Linked DNA regions of Zea mays: regions 1 and 2 are each linked to region 3. The links are chromatin contacts, called in public Hi-C maps. All regions are on one chromosome and are shown on one strand. The core of a region is the stretch at or near the end of the contact, and the rest is flanking DNA. Distances in the headings are between cores, read along the strand shown. Region 1 holds the start of LOC103653829. Region 2 holds the start of LOC100276558. Region 3 holds the start of LOC100383723.

Region 1 (4,534 bases), core at 274-2,773, 560 kb after region 3:
TAACGATAGAGAGCCGACAGTCTGTCTTTTCCACACACTAGATTTTAGGATTTTCCTGTGAGGCTGTGAAAAAACCTTTTATGTAAGGAAAAAATATTTCATGAGTAAGTATGTCATGTCAACTAAATCGAGTGGATATTGTGAATTGTGAACTTTGAATATGTTAACTTGTGATCTTTATGAACTTGTTATACTGTGAACTTGTTATATTGTGAACTTCTGATCTTTGTAAACTTTTTATATTATAAATTTGTGATCCTTGTGAACTTGTTATATCATGAATTGTGAACTTGTGGTATTTGTGATGTTTTGTCAATTTTGTTTTATTGTGAAGTTTGATATGTTTACCGATCATATTTTAGATTTCGACCGTTACCGGTGTATTTTCCGCACCGAACTTTCGTTTCCGATGTTTCCGAAATACCGATATCGTTTCCGTTTCCGGAGTTACCGTTTTCGATTTTGTTTCCGATAAAAAATATGAAAACGGTAATGATTTTAGTGTTTACCGACCGTTTTCATCCCTACGTATACGTAGGGCCGATCCGTCCGAGCTGCCTGGCTGCCTGCCAATCCGCACAACGGGAGAGCCGAGAGCGCGCCGCGCGAATCCGATGGCGAGAAGCCGAGGAGGAGGATCCGCGTGCCACGCACGCACGCTTCGCCCCTCCAACGGTCGGCTCGGGTTCAAAAGGCACTAGAGACGGTGAAAAGGACGCGAGACCGCACGCAACGGTCAGCGCTCTGTCGCGGGCGTCCAGCACGGCAAAAGGAATCCGGTCCGGTCGCATCGGCATCTCCCTCCCTCCGCCCTGACCGCTCGTAGCCGTTGGGCGTTGGCCGTTGTTTGTTGGGCGAGGCTCCGCCGCTCGCGCACGCACCAGCTCGAGGTGGCCCAGATTCAAACCAAACGTGCCTTGCATTTGAACCATTCAGGGATCGGCAGCACGCATTGAAACGCAAAACAGAGGCAGTGTCGACACAACTGCAGAAACACTGCTCGTGGGCTCGTGCGTAGCGTAACCAGCCCTGGGGCCTGCAAAGCAAAACTGTCCTCCGTCCGATCTCGCAAACTCCCTCGCGTGCGATTGGCTTTCACCGTGCGTTACCCGTCACAATGACGATTATTAACAGAGCACAGTACCAGACCAAAGTTCATCACCTAGCTTAGCAATACACGCGTGTCTGGTGACGGCTGGTGCTGGTCCCGTTTTTTTTTTAAGACGAGATGATGAAATAATCAAGGCCCAGGCCCCGCGATGTTGTAACGGATAGCGACCCCACCGAGCCCCCCGGGTCCAACTCCTGTGGACGTATTCCTCGTAGACCACACTGACCGAGGCGATGCATCCTTCCGTCCCCGCCCGTCGGTCCACGGCAGCACCGTGAGCCGCCAACGTCCCCCACGTTCGTTCGTGCGTGCGCGCACGAGCCTCGAGGTCATCCATCCGATCCGCACAAGAGAGGATTTCAAATCCCCGTCTCGCTCTCGCATCAGCATCCGCTTTGCGTTTGCTCTCATCACAGGCGCGCGGTACGGGTTACGGAGCACTAACTAACACAGAGCACGACGCACGCTGACACAAAAATTATTTCGCCTAAGCGCACCTCCCCACGCGTGCTTATATACCACCCAAGTCACCAGCGCACCAAGTCACAGTCCAACGGACTCTTTCCTTCACTCCACTCCACTCCCAGTCGCAGAGTCGCAGTCCGTACCGTAGCTCCTCCTGCCACCAGAACCCACCATGGGCCTCTGCTTCAGCAAGAAGAAGCCACCGGCCAAGCCGGGAAAGGTCGCCGCCGCGGTCTCCGACGACAAGGCCAAGAAGAGTCCGGCGCAGCAGCCCAAGAGAGCGGCGGCGGCGGCGGCGAACAAGGCTGCGGTGTCCGCCAAGGACGCCGCGGTGCCCGGGGAGGAGAAGAGGAGGCGGTCGGGATCGCAAGGGCCGGCGGCCGAGAAGCAGCTGCCGGTAGTGCTGGTGCCGTCGGCGCCGGTGCGCACGTCCAGCTGCACCAAGGAGGAGGTGGACGCGATCCTCATCCAGTGCGGCCGGCTCAGCCGGAGCTCGTCCGGGGCCGGAAGGGCGGCGTCGACCGGCGACACGGCAGCGTGCGGCGGCGGGCACCGCAGGAGGCGCTCGGGGTCCAAGCGCAGCTACGACTTCGACCAGGACGGCGGCGCGGACGAGGAGTGCGACTGGGAGAGGCAGGGGCGCGCGGCGCCCGTGTCCAGCAGCAGGCCGTCGCCGCACCGAGGCTCGCCGCAGCGCAAGCGGTCGGGAAGCCGGGAGAGGAGCGGCGCCGGCGCCGGGAGCCGGAGGGCCAGCCGGTCGCCCGGGAGACGCGCTGATGGCGCTGCTACCTCTGCGGGATCCGGCGGCGGGGACCGCGCCAGGCAGCAGCCGGGGAAGATGGTGTCCGTGCCCGCCAGGGAGAAGGGGCGCGCGCCGTCGCCCGTGGCCGCGTCTGGGAAGCGGTGCGCGTCTCCGAGGTCGAGCTCTCCCGCGAGGATGGCAGCGGGGACGGGGAACGAGAATGCTGGAGCTTGCGGACCGGCGGCGGGGCCGGCGCCGGTGCTCAGCCGGAGCTCGTCCAGGAAGAACGAGCAGTCCCCGTACAGGCGCTGCCCCATGGCCGAGCTCGACGACAACGCTCTCCGTAACAGCAGCAACCACGGTGCCAGGCCGCACAAGGTAAAAAAATCAGCCAGACAAAACTCGAATTGAATTTTGCTCCGGTTAGTGCAAGTTCTACCGTACCACTCGCGAGGCTCAAACTTCTGCTCCGACTTCAGAAATCTGCTGAGACTGCCGTCGCCGCGACGCCCAGGAAGGCTACGGGGCGTGGGAAGGAGCCGACGGCGGTGAAAGAAAAGCTGGAGATCACAGAAGCGTCAGAGACGAGAGCGCACTCGTCCAAGACGTCGTCGAAGACGACCACGACGCCCACGCTGAGCGTCGTGGCCGAGAGCCTGACCCAAATGCCCGGTGCGGCGCAGCCAGGCTGCCGATCGCGGCGGGCTTCGCGCGACTTCGACCAAAACCCCGGCTCGTACGCCACACAGCTGCTCGAAGACATCCACAACTACCATCAGCAGTCCACCTCCGCCACGCCGGCGACGCCGTCCATCTCGCTCCCGGCGTGCGTCGCCAAGGCCTGCTCCATCGTCGAGGCCGTGGCGGACCTCAACTCCTCGTCGTCGGAGAACCGCGCCTACGAGCACGAGCCTGGCCACTCCGCCGATGACAAAGGCTCCGTCAACGCGCCGGTAGGCAGCGGCAGCGACGGCTTCGTCGAGCCGAGCGCCGCCGCGCGGAAGCACCTGCTGCCGGCGCGGGACGCCCACGCGGAAACCGAGCCCCAGGAGTCGGCCGGGAGCAACAGCGTCTCCGGCCACCCGTGGACGCCCTCCTGGGAGCCCACCTCGGCCGAGTCCACGGACCGGACGTGGAGCACCGGCGACGAGGTTGTCGAGCAGTCCGGCAGTCACGGCGGCCGCTGCAGCCCGATGAACAGGCACCAACTGAGCAAGCAGAGGCAGTGCCAGCCCGAGCTCAGTGGCCGGTCCCGCGCCGGCTCTGGAAATGCTAACGGCCAGTACCGTGGGCGCAGCAGCGCTCATCGTGCCAGCGGCAGCGTGGCGAGCGGACGGTCTGGTGTCCGAGTCGTCTCGGCGAACTCGTAGTGTGGGTAGTAGAAATTGTAGCCAGAGGCAAGATGGATTGCTGCTCTGCTCCGTGTATGTGTTTGTGTTTCTTTGTTAGCCATACTTTGTTCGGATGTGATTCATGGTGTGACATTTTGCGCGCCATTTCATGCATGCGTTGGTTCGCTTGTAGCCAGAACTTCACAGCGTTACTGTTTCCTTCTGGTTGCGATCGGAGAAGACAGGGAGCCCCATCCGGTAATGTCAATGTTGGAGAGTTCACTCGGCCCTCGACGTTGAACGTTTTCTTGAAGGGAACATAATTTCTACATGGCCCTAATTGAGCACCTAAGAGCGTTGGAATGGTTAGATATTAAAATTGGTCTTTTGGTCTAAAGTTTGAGCTAGAATGAGGAAATAAGTTCTATGATCAGAAATATATGGAACTATCACTTAGGTTGGTTGGATGAACTCTAGATATGTTTATCTAAAGTCATAAAAATGCACAAGAAGGCAACCAAACAAAGAGAAAGAAAAAAGACCAAAAAAGGACTTAAGATCGTGATTTGTTGCGCACTAGACCGAATCCAGGTGTGTACTGGACCGGGTACGCAGAGAGCATTTTTTTGGGCAGTTCTGGCTTGGCGCACCAGACTCGTCCGTTGTGCAACGGACGAAGCACCGGACCAGTTATGCTAAAAGAGTTGTTTCCTAGAGGAGATTCTTAGCGCACCGACCTATCAGGACTCATCGGTCGTCTTCCGGTCCCAACGCTATATGATGTGGCAGCATATGTGGCGAGGTCCAATGGTGCACCAGACGATCCAGTGTGCGTGATAAGCTGACAAAAGAATTAAAATTGTCACTAAACCTGCAGGCATGACA
Region 2 (5,068 bases), core at 2,085-4,584, 630 kb after region 3:
TTTGCGAAGCCGGAACCGACCGAGCTCCCCCTCGATCGTTTCCCGCTTGGTGATCTTTGTGAGCTCATCTCCTTCGTGAGCGGTTTTGAGCACATCCCAAACCTCCTTGGCGCTCTTCAACCCTTGCACTTTGTTATACTCCTCTCTACTTAGAGAGGCGAGGAGTATTGTTGTCGCTTGAGAGTTGAAGTGCTCGATTTGGGCCACCTCATCCTCATCATAGTCTACATCCCCTACGGATGGTACCTGTGCACCAAACTCAACAACATCCCATATACTTTTGTGGAGTGAGGTTAGATGAAATCGCATTAAATCACTCCACCTAGCATAATCTTCACCATCAAAAGTTGGTGGTTTGCCTAATGGGACGAAAAGCAAAGGTGTATGTTTAGAAATGCGAGGGTAGCGTAGGGGGATCTTACTATACTTCTTGCGCTCTTGGCGCTTAGAAGTGACGGATGCCGCGTCGGAGCCGGAGGTGGATGGCGATGAAGAATCGGTCTCGTAGTAGACCACTTTCCTCATCCTCTTTTTCTTGTCCCCACTCCGACGCGTCTTGTGAGAAGAGGATTTCTCCTTCTTCTCCTTGTGGTGTGAAGAAGACTTCTTCTCCTTCCCTTTGGAGGAGTTCTTCTTCTCCTTTCTCTTGGTGCGGGACTCTTCCGATGAAGTGCTCCCGTGGCTTGTAGTGGGCTTTTCGCCGGTCTCCATCTCCTTCTTGGCGTGATCTCCCGACATCACTTCGAGCGGTTAGGCTCTAATGAAGCACCGGGCTCTGATACCAATTGATAGTCGCCTAGAGGGGGGGTGCATAGGGTGAAACTGAAATTTACAAATATAAACACAACTACAAGCCGGGTTAGCGTTAGAAATATAAACGAGTCCGCGAGAGAGGGTGCAAAACAAATTTCAAGCAAACGAAGAGTGTGACACGCGGATTTGTTTTACCGAGGTTCGGTTCTCGCAAACCTACTCCCCGTTGAGGAGGCCACAAAGGCCGGGTCTCTTTCAACCCTTCCCTCTCTCAAACGGTCCCTCGGACCGAGTGAGCTTTCTCTTCTCAATCACTTGGAACACAAAGTTCCTACAAGGATCACCACAAGATTGGTGTCTCTTGCCTCAATTACAAGTAAGTTTGATCGCAATGAAAGAATCAAGAAAGCACGATTGAAAAGGCCAAGCGACAAGAGCGACAAATAACACACAGATCACTTTCTCTCCCAAGTCACTAATCACTAATGATCTCTTTTCTCAATGGTGAAACTTGGAGAGATGGAGGCTTTGAATGTGTCTTGGAATGGATTGCTAGCTCTTGTATTGAATGTTGAAGGTTGGAATGCTTGGTTGTGTGAATGGAGGTGGTTGGGGTTGTATTTATAGCCACCAACCACTTCCTAGCCGTTACTCCATTCTGCTGAGCGCGGACGGTCCGCCCGCCAGGTCCGGACGGTCCGCCCCTGTAGATCAACGGCTGAAAAATGCAACAGTCAGCAGTAACGGCTATATCAACGGCTATATTGCATTTAATGCATCGTCAGATGTCAGACAGACCCAGTCGCGGACGGTCCGGTCGTGCACCCCGGACGGTCCGCGAGGCCGCTATAATTCATTCTTCCGAACCCGTCACCTTCGGGTTTTTCGGATCCTTGCCTACCGGACGGTCCGCGCCTAAGGCCGGACGGTCCGCGCCTGAGGCCGGACGGTCCGAGCGAGGTCTCAGACGGTCCGCGCTTATCCTCCGGACGGTCCATAGTGCAGACTCGGATTTTTGCATTGGTTCTGTCCGAAGATTATCCTGGTGTCGCGGACGGTCCGCCGCAAGGGCCCGGACGGTCCGCGCTTGGCCTGTTTTTCCAAAAAGCTTCTCCTGTCCAGAATAATCTACGGTATTCCGGACAGTCGATTTAGTATAGTTGTAGATGAACCTTTGGCACCTGTAGAACATATAATCTAGAGCAAACTAGTCAGTCCAATAATTTGTGTTGGGCAATTCAACCACCAAAATCAATTAGGAAATAGGTGTACGCCTAATTCCCTTTCACCTCATCGCGGAGTAGATCGACATAGTTGTGGATCTCATCGACCGAAGCCTCGACGAAGGGCCGCCATGACTCGAAGGTTGCAGAAACCGATGCTAGGGCCCCGAGTCGCGTTGGAGGCACCACCTCGATGTCATCTATGCGCTCGGTCGTCGCGGCGACTTGGGCGTCGAGATCCGCGCGGATCGACGCTGGGCTCGTGACGGCGAGACTGGCCTCCAGATGTTGTAGGGACGTGGAGTTCCGAGCGACGGTGGACTCGAGTGTGGACTAGCGTGCGTCCTACGCAGATAGGCGGTCACAGATGTCTCGGAGAAGCTTGGACTATTCCTGGATCGCCATCTTCAGGTTGAGCTCCATGGATCCGGAGTCCTTCGCGCGGCGCGTGTAGTAGGCGTGCGCCAGCCCTAGATCGGTGTCTCCGATACCAATTGTTAGGCTCCCACAAGCACCGGATCTGGATAATGAGGGAAATCAGCAGAAGAATGGTTTTGGAGAAAGAAGGGGATGGAATACGGGGAGAAGATAGTTGTCGATATATTTCTCAGCATAATTCTCACCGTTCACTGTTCACAACGTTTAAGTATCAGCTATTACAAAGCCCACGACCCATTATGCCACCTAATCTTCTCCTAGGAATATAGCATTGGGCTTTTGTTGCAGCGATCTAGCACTAGATCAGTAGCATCTGCCGTTGGCTTCTGCTTCTCAGACGCACGACTTCTTTGGGATGCTGACACGACGTGTCGCCCCGCCTGTGGTGGTGACGCGGGAGAGCCCAAACGGGATGCGCCTATGAGCGGGCGGCGCTCAGGTCGCCGGCCAGGGAGGGAGCTGGTGAGGTGCTCCGTGTGGCCGAGCGGGCGACGGATTGGGAGAAGAAACGTTGGCAAATTTTCGCACTAGAGCACAAATTTTTGGCTTGCGGGAAAATCGGGGAGACATTGGCAATTTTGCTACTATGATTTACGGTATTCGCCAGTATGTCATCGGACCTATAAATTATAGACATAGATGGTCCTACCAGTTATAGACACGAGATAGCATAATAACAGACAACCAAAATTGAGAGTGGCAAAATCACAAATTTCTCAAAATCGGGTGAGTTGATAGGGCTCGGTTGGACGGTTGTTTTTCAATTAGAGATGCTCTAGTATGAAAAGGACTACCTCTGGCCCGGGCGAAGTCGACTGCTTAACTCAATGGGCCGTGCATCTTCGGTAATCTTTGTTTTTGGGGGGAATGCAGAGCCCTTATTCTTGGTTGGGCCACGGCCTCAACACCCAGCCGCCGCCGCCCGGCAGTTCCGTCTCCCTTCTTCGCCTTCTCAGTCAAGCTAAAACCTCGCTCGCCTCGTCCAGTCAGACATGGCATGAAACCCTAGGGCGCCCGCCTCCCCTCCGCAATTTGCCATTGCGCTCCGCGATGCAGGCATCCGCGCGCCTCTCCTACTCCGTGGCCTCCAGGAAAGGTGAGTAAAGCTAGTAATCAAGCCTATTTCGCCCCGCGCCTCCCGTGTTCGATCCAAGCTCTGGGTTTTGGCCGCGGTGCAGACATTGATGTGATATTATTTGCCTAATATGTTCCCTCTTTCCAGTGATCGCGGGTGTCTCTATCGCGCCCCCACGGTCGTGCTATCGGACCTCCCGAGGGAAGGCGCATGCGGCGCCGCTGCCTGCGCAGGAGCCGCCACCGAAGGGGCTGAAGAGGATTACAAAGCAGGAGCGGAGGGTTCGAATAGTGGAATTTGTTGAGAAGTAGGTTACTTTTTTTTCACTGTATTTTCTGGTTGTAGAGTTTATCTTTTTGGGTCATAGGTAGCAATTGTGTAGCTTTCGGCTTATTAGCACTTCTGTTTGGCTCTCGAGCTTAGTAATAGACACTTAGTGTGCGTTTGGTTGGGCTGTGAACTATGAAAACATAGCTGTGAGTTGTCTGCTGTGAAAAAACTGTTGTGAGCAAATAAAGCTGAAACTCGTTTGGTTCAAACTGTTGTTAGTTCTCCACTGTAAACAAAATGTATATTGTTTATATGCAATTTGTTTAACTATATTTCTTAATCAATATATTTAATTAAAACCTATTTCACATTTGTGTTCATGATTGTTTTACAAATAAATCAATTTTACAATTCCATTTTTCATCTTTTTATTAAAAATATTTTTTATCTTATTTATTATAACTTAATTGTTTTTAATCATATTTTAGTTTCTATTTGCTACATCTGCTCTGCTTATTAATATAGCGAACTTGGATAAGCAGTAAAAGCAGAGTCCAAGCGACTTTCAAATGTGTACTACAGAAAAGTTGTCTTTTCAAAGTAGCTGCAGAAAAGCTGAACCCTTTTGGTTCGGTTTCTGCTTTTTTTAAGCAGAAGCAGCATTAAGGTTGACATTTGAGATTTAGAAATTAGAAATGTGGCAGAACTCATTCACATCTGTAGGTTTCTGATAAAGATTGGTAACTATGTCTAGGAGTTATAAAAACGTTTTTTTTTCCTGGTTAGCGTTTTTTCCTGGTTAGTTAGTTATTCGTGTGACTCTTAAACCTTGTGTTTCTATTTAGTGCAGTTATAGGGCTTCAAACGAAGGCAAGTTTCCTACTGTAAAAAATATCTGTCAGCAAATTGGAGGTGGTTACTATGCAGTGCGTGAGTTACTTCAAGAAATGAAATATAATCATGCAAAATTACCACTGGGTAATGCTAAGGCAGCTCCACTTCAAACAACAGTTGAAGTCACTGAACACCCCATGCCTAAGGATGAAGCTAGAGTGGTTGAAAGTCAAGGAATACTAGAAGTTTCTGAGCACTCCATGGCCAAGGATGATGCTGAAGTGGCTCAACCTCAAGGAACAGCTGAAGTTTTTGAGCACTTCTTATCTAAAGATGAAGGTAAGGTGGCTCAGTGTCAAGGAACGTTTCACTTTCCTGAGCACTCAAGACCTAAGGATGACAGTGGAAAGACTGCTCGACATGATATGGACACTTCAGAAACCTGTAAGACTGCAGATGCCCCAGCTTTATCTGA
Region 3 (5,015 bases), core at 750-3,249:
ATACCCAGGCACCGAAGATTTAACATGGTCAAGCAAGAATTATACAAACCAAATGGCAATTTATAGCCCCAGAAACATGCATGATTTGTCAAGTTTCTTCTGGATGTCATCGCAACTAAATGCAACTCTTCATCTCCAAGTGGAACAACCGCAGTCTGAAAGCACAAGGAATTAAAGCATTCAATGTGATATATACAGTGTAGAACCATAAATGTAGTTTCCAAATAGAATATGAGGGAAATGAAAGAGTAAGTGGAAGGTGAAGATGGATGTTGAAATCTCTAGCTCTAACACTTGATGCCAGAGCTACAGATCTTAAATTCTCGGTGATATTTAAGAAGATATGGGACATCAAGGCATGGAGAACCAGTTGAAGGAAAAAACTTTGGTCAAAAAAATGCAAAATCTGAATTGGCTATCACTTCATCATATCCTGAATTCTAAAATCAGATAAAGTTTAATATTGAATATGGAAATGTCGATACCAAAGCAAAGGGACTTTGACTTACAGGATTGCCATGAAAAAAAACATTTGCACATGTTTGTATATTTAGTCAAACCTAATAGAGAAGCACTTGAGTGGTAGCAACTTCATGTGACAGACCTAGGCATTCCATATTATACGTTTTAATGTTCAGCTCATTATCAGAAATTAGGAATCAAAATTCAAATCATATTAGTGTGATGTACAACGTTATCTCAACTAACACTACATCCAGTGATTCAAAGTCCACAAGTACCACATAAATGTCATATTTTCACAAGCTATTAGATGTGTGTCCCAGTTCCAAAGCACCAATACATGTCATTCAGACATCCAAATTGTGAAACTTAAATCTCTGTTTCTGAAGCCCTTCAAACTAGCCTCAGTGAAGTTAAAAATTCTGTAGTTTGGTTGATTGTGGAGTTAGGAATGAGTTCAAAGATATCAGTGCATTCTTAGCCACCGTTGACATCCTGCCAAAAATCCTTGTCCAGTGACCGTTCAAGCAAGATTAACAGAATTACAGAATTATTCAAATCCTATGTAAGAACTAATTATGTCCTGGTAAGCTTGTCCATGTAATAAGAATTAAAAAATTCCTTCCATCAAAGCGTCCATCATGTAAAATTTCTGACATGTAAAATCTCGTATGTCCTTTCATGTGTTTTGATTATTCTCTCTTTTTTTACGATGGATGTGAACCTCTTTTTATGTCAGGAATAATCTGTATATACCTTGTTCTCCCTGAGGCAAGCGGTGTGCATGACGACGAGAGGCGGCACAACGTCGGCGACAACGGGCGGCCTGGACTCCATGACGAGGCATCGGGCGCCGACGGCCACGGTGTGCATGACGGCCAGCGGAGGGCACCGCTCGCTGGGCGGGGAAATGCGTTCAACGCGGATTTCTCGCGCCCACGCCGCCATGGTCAGGCCCGCGCTCGCCTCGCCCTTGGGCCACACCTCCACCTCTCCGATTGAGGTGTTCACGTAATAAACCATCGACTTGAACATTCTCTCCAGATCCAGCAAAAAAACAAGCAGATCCAAAACGGATCAAGCAGATCCGCAGGGTCAAGGGTTCGTTCTGGACGTCCAAAACAAGGGCCCTGGTTCTCAAGGTAGATCTGCAAGCCTTGCAGGTCGGTTCTTATGAATCGTCCGAAACAGCAAAAAAAAACACACAAAAACAACTGATAGGGGGGAAGCCAGGTAGATGTGTTTGTGTGTGGTCTTAATCAACGATGTTTAAGATCGTGTTCGAATTCTTCACTGTCTCTGACAGACTTTGTGCGTCAGGTGAAGATTCGCAGGGTGGCTCGCTCAAATCTAGGGCAGTTCGTGCGCCACCGCGTCTACGGCGGCCGAGTTGGGGAGGTGGGAAGGGGAGGAGAGGAATGTGAACTGTGAAGTCGGGAGAGGCGTGAAACCCTAGCTTTTGATGGGATTGCAGCACCGAGCTGGAGAGCGCATGGATTTATTTTGGCAGGTGGAGGGGGATGGGGCATGGGGGTTGCGGCAGGCACGGGAGAGGGCGTGGGCGGATAGGGATAGCCGGATATAGGCATGGGCAAAAAGAACCGGAACTGAGGAACCGAACCGAAATAACCGAGAACCGAAACTGAACTAATCGAACCGAAGGAACTGTTATGAAATTCGGTTCTGGTCTTTTGAGAACCAAAATAAATGAGATATTTTCGGTTCTGCACTCCAAAGAACCGAAAAACCAAAAGTATTAGATTCAATTTGTTACATGTGTTTGTAACTTCGGATGTTGTTTTATCGACTTATGTTGAACCTCTAATCATCCATGTATTATCTATGAAATTATGGTCATTGTGCACTTGTGGTTGTTTGTGGGAAGATGTTGCTGAAATTTCTCATAAAAGTTGTCGTTATTCAGAATTTTAGAGTGATTGTACAGTTCGGTTAGAACCGAGGAACCAAACCGAAGAACCGAGAATCGAACTAGTCGGTTCTGGTTTCTTTATCTTTTTATTTCGGTTCTAGTTTTTGAAGAACCGAGAAACCGAACCGAAGTACCAAACGCCTAGTCCTAGCCGGATAGCTTGCTCCGTTTGTATTATCGCCTGGCAACTGCTGTCGCCGTGCTTTTTTTATTTATCGCATTTTAAAATAAATTAACTGAGTGACAAATATTTTAGGACATAGTTAGTATTATAAATTTATGTGTGTTTTTACATTTTTTATTTTGTATTAATAAAAATTGTACTATAATCACTTTTATAATAATCATGTAATTAAATTATTGAAGTTGTAAAAATAATATTTTATAAATTTATTATTTACTCCATTAATATATTAAATTTAAATTTTAATTCGTTTTGTGTTAAAAGGTACAAACAGTCTAATTTTTTATATCTTAGTAAATAAGATAAATTAGAACCTAAATTTTATATATCAGTAAAATAAATAATTAAGTATATCTGAAATACTCTTTGAAATTCGAAATAGTTTAATTATACAATGGCGGTATGAAAAACTTGACAGTTGTAGATTTTTTCTTCTAATTTTTCATTTACGCCTCCTCCATGGCAAAATAGTTTAGTTCTAGGAACGTGTGGTGGGCGGGAGGGTGTTTGACCGCTTTTTTACAAAGCAATGTTACTAGAGAATGAGAGAGATCGATCGTTTTTTCTCCATAATTCTTGCTAAGTGGTTATCCAAAAAATAGATGTTTTAATCACATAATAAAAGATTTTCTAAGACCATTTGCATTAACAGGGTCGTACCTGAGGGGTACAGAGGGTGTGGCCGCACCGGCCCCCAAAAACAGAGGCCTCCTCCCTAGCCACGGGATGCTAGCACTTTTTTTTGTTAAATCTATCTATCCTAGACACATACGTAAAGAGCGATGTGCTATCGACCAGTCTCGTTTAGATTGTTAAACTAATGTCTCAATTACTTATCGAATACTCCATCCGTTCTAAAATAGTATTTGTTTTATCTCTTGATTTTTATGTTTATATTCAACTAGATGATGATGAATCCACTGAAGAAGCAAAACGAATTCTATTTTGATATAGAGAGAGTATTATTTACTATACACATGATGGTTGCATCGGTGGATGGAAGCTTTTTAAAATTAAAATATTTTTGTGAACTATTTAAGGTCAACAATAACTCAAGAGAGGTTAAATGGTTTGGCGATTCTATGTGTCGAAAAGAAATTATTGGATGAGGTTGATCTAATAATATAATCGTTGATTTTGTATCACAAAATATTAGAAGATGTTTTTAATGATATCAAATAATAAGTAAGTGCTTTTGGCTATATTTTACATTTGTCATCTTATAAACTCTAAAACAGCATAATAATTTTATACGTCAAATACTCAATTATATATATACTAGTCGGTTACCCGTACTTTGCGATGGCTCACAGCGATACCCACATAAATTATCCACCAAAAAGATCTCAAGATTTTTTATTGATTGTCTCCGCTCTTCGCATAATATTTTTTTTATGAACGCACGGGTACCATATGCAGCAAATCAGAGACCCTCATCTCTCGTTTCTCCCACTTTCAAGGTTTCATAGAGCAGGAGGGGAAGGGAAGAGGCGGACATGTATGTTCGTTGCCGGAGAAGGACACAACGAATACCTAGGTATCTGGAGGCGACATAGGTAGTGTACCGCTAGATATATAGGGAGAGAGCATGAAAGCGGAGAAAGGAGCCCAGCCGGAGCAGCTCCAAACCGAGAGGCACCCGCACCAGACGTCAATCCGAGAAGGGCAAGAGAATGTGAGTGTCTTCCCAGCCTTGGACCCACCGGAGCGACACAACAACACCACCAACTCTATTGCATATGCCGACTGCTGCCATGTTATGGGCCTTGGTTGTCCAATATCTCAGACCTAAACTCCTTATCGCCAAGATAACCTAAGCATGGTAGACGCCACCATGTCCTCCTCTCTGGCACGCACGGAGAAAGGCCAAGAGCATTGAAAGTCGTCTAGAGGGGGGTGAATAGGTGAAACCTGAAATTTATAAACTTAAACACACACTAGAGGCCAGGGTTAGCGTTAGAATTAAATTCAAGTCCGAAAGATTGTTTTCCTTGCTAGGAGTTGCTCAAAGAGTGCGGATGACGTATAGGATCAAACTCAAATTAATACTAGCAAGGAAATGTTAGAGAGAGGAAAGAGGGCAAAACAAATCAAGCAAGAATCAAAGCGAGTAGACACGGTGATTTGTTTTATCGAGGTTCGGTTCCAAAGAACCTAGTCCCCATTGGCAAAGGCTGCTGGCGATGAGCGCACCGGACAGTCACTGTGCACTGTCCGGTGCACGCCACGTCAGCGCAACTATTAGGGTTCGGAGCAGTTGACCGTTGGAGACGTTTGTCTTCTAGGTGCATCAGACAGTCCGGTGCCCTCTGACTTCTGCCGCGGCACTGTAGTGCACTGTAGCTCTGCACAGTCGACCATTGGCACGCAGAGAGCCGTTGCTCCGCTGGCTCACCAGACAGTCCGGTGGCACACCGGACAGTCCGGTGAATTATAGCG

Evidence for each region. Hi-C and Micro-C count contacts between places; a contact is called where the count stands out from the background.
Region 1: a contact with region 3 is called in a Hi-C map of tassel, with 3 times the contacts expected there. The contact joins the promoter of LOC103653829 here to the promoter of LOC100383723 in region 3. A contact is called at or near these places in 3 of 25 Hi-C or Micro-C datasets (bundle sheath, endosperm and tassel).
Region 2: a contact with region 3 is called in a Hi-C map of ear, with 2.4 times the contacts expected there. The contact joins the promoter of LOC100276558 here to the promoter of LOC100383723 in region 3. A contact is called at or near these places in 2 of 25 Hi-C or Micro-C datasets (ear and tassel).

What each region holds. Positions count from the first base shown.
Region 1 is chr4:151,335,038-151,339,571 of Zm-B73-REFERENCE-NAM-5.0, reverse strand. LOC103653829 reads left to right here and starts at 1,523. Exons shown (of 2, transcript XM_008680635.3): 1 at 1,523-2,696; 2 at 2,798-3,848. The coding sequence starts at 1,749. The coding sequence ends at 3,688.
Region 2 is chr4:151,258,769-151,263,836 of Zm-B73-REFERENCE-NAM-5.0, reverse strand. LOC100276558 reads left to right here and starts at 3,334. Exons shown (of 6, transcript NM_001150318.2): 1 at 3,334-3,510; 2 at 3,637-3,796; 3 at 4,610-4,629; 4 at 4,771-5,068. The coding sequence starts at 3,465. It also overlaps the pseudogene LOC118477077.
Region 3 is chr4:151,890,420-151,895,434 of Zm-B73-REFERENCE-NAM-5.0, reverse strand. It overlaps LOC100383723, which reads right to left and starts at 1,999. Exons shown (of 16, transcript NM_001321632.1): 1 at 1,219-1,999; 2 at 1-155. The coding sequence starts at 1,497.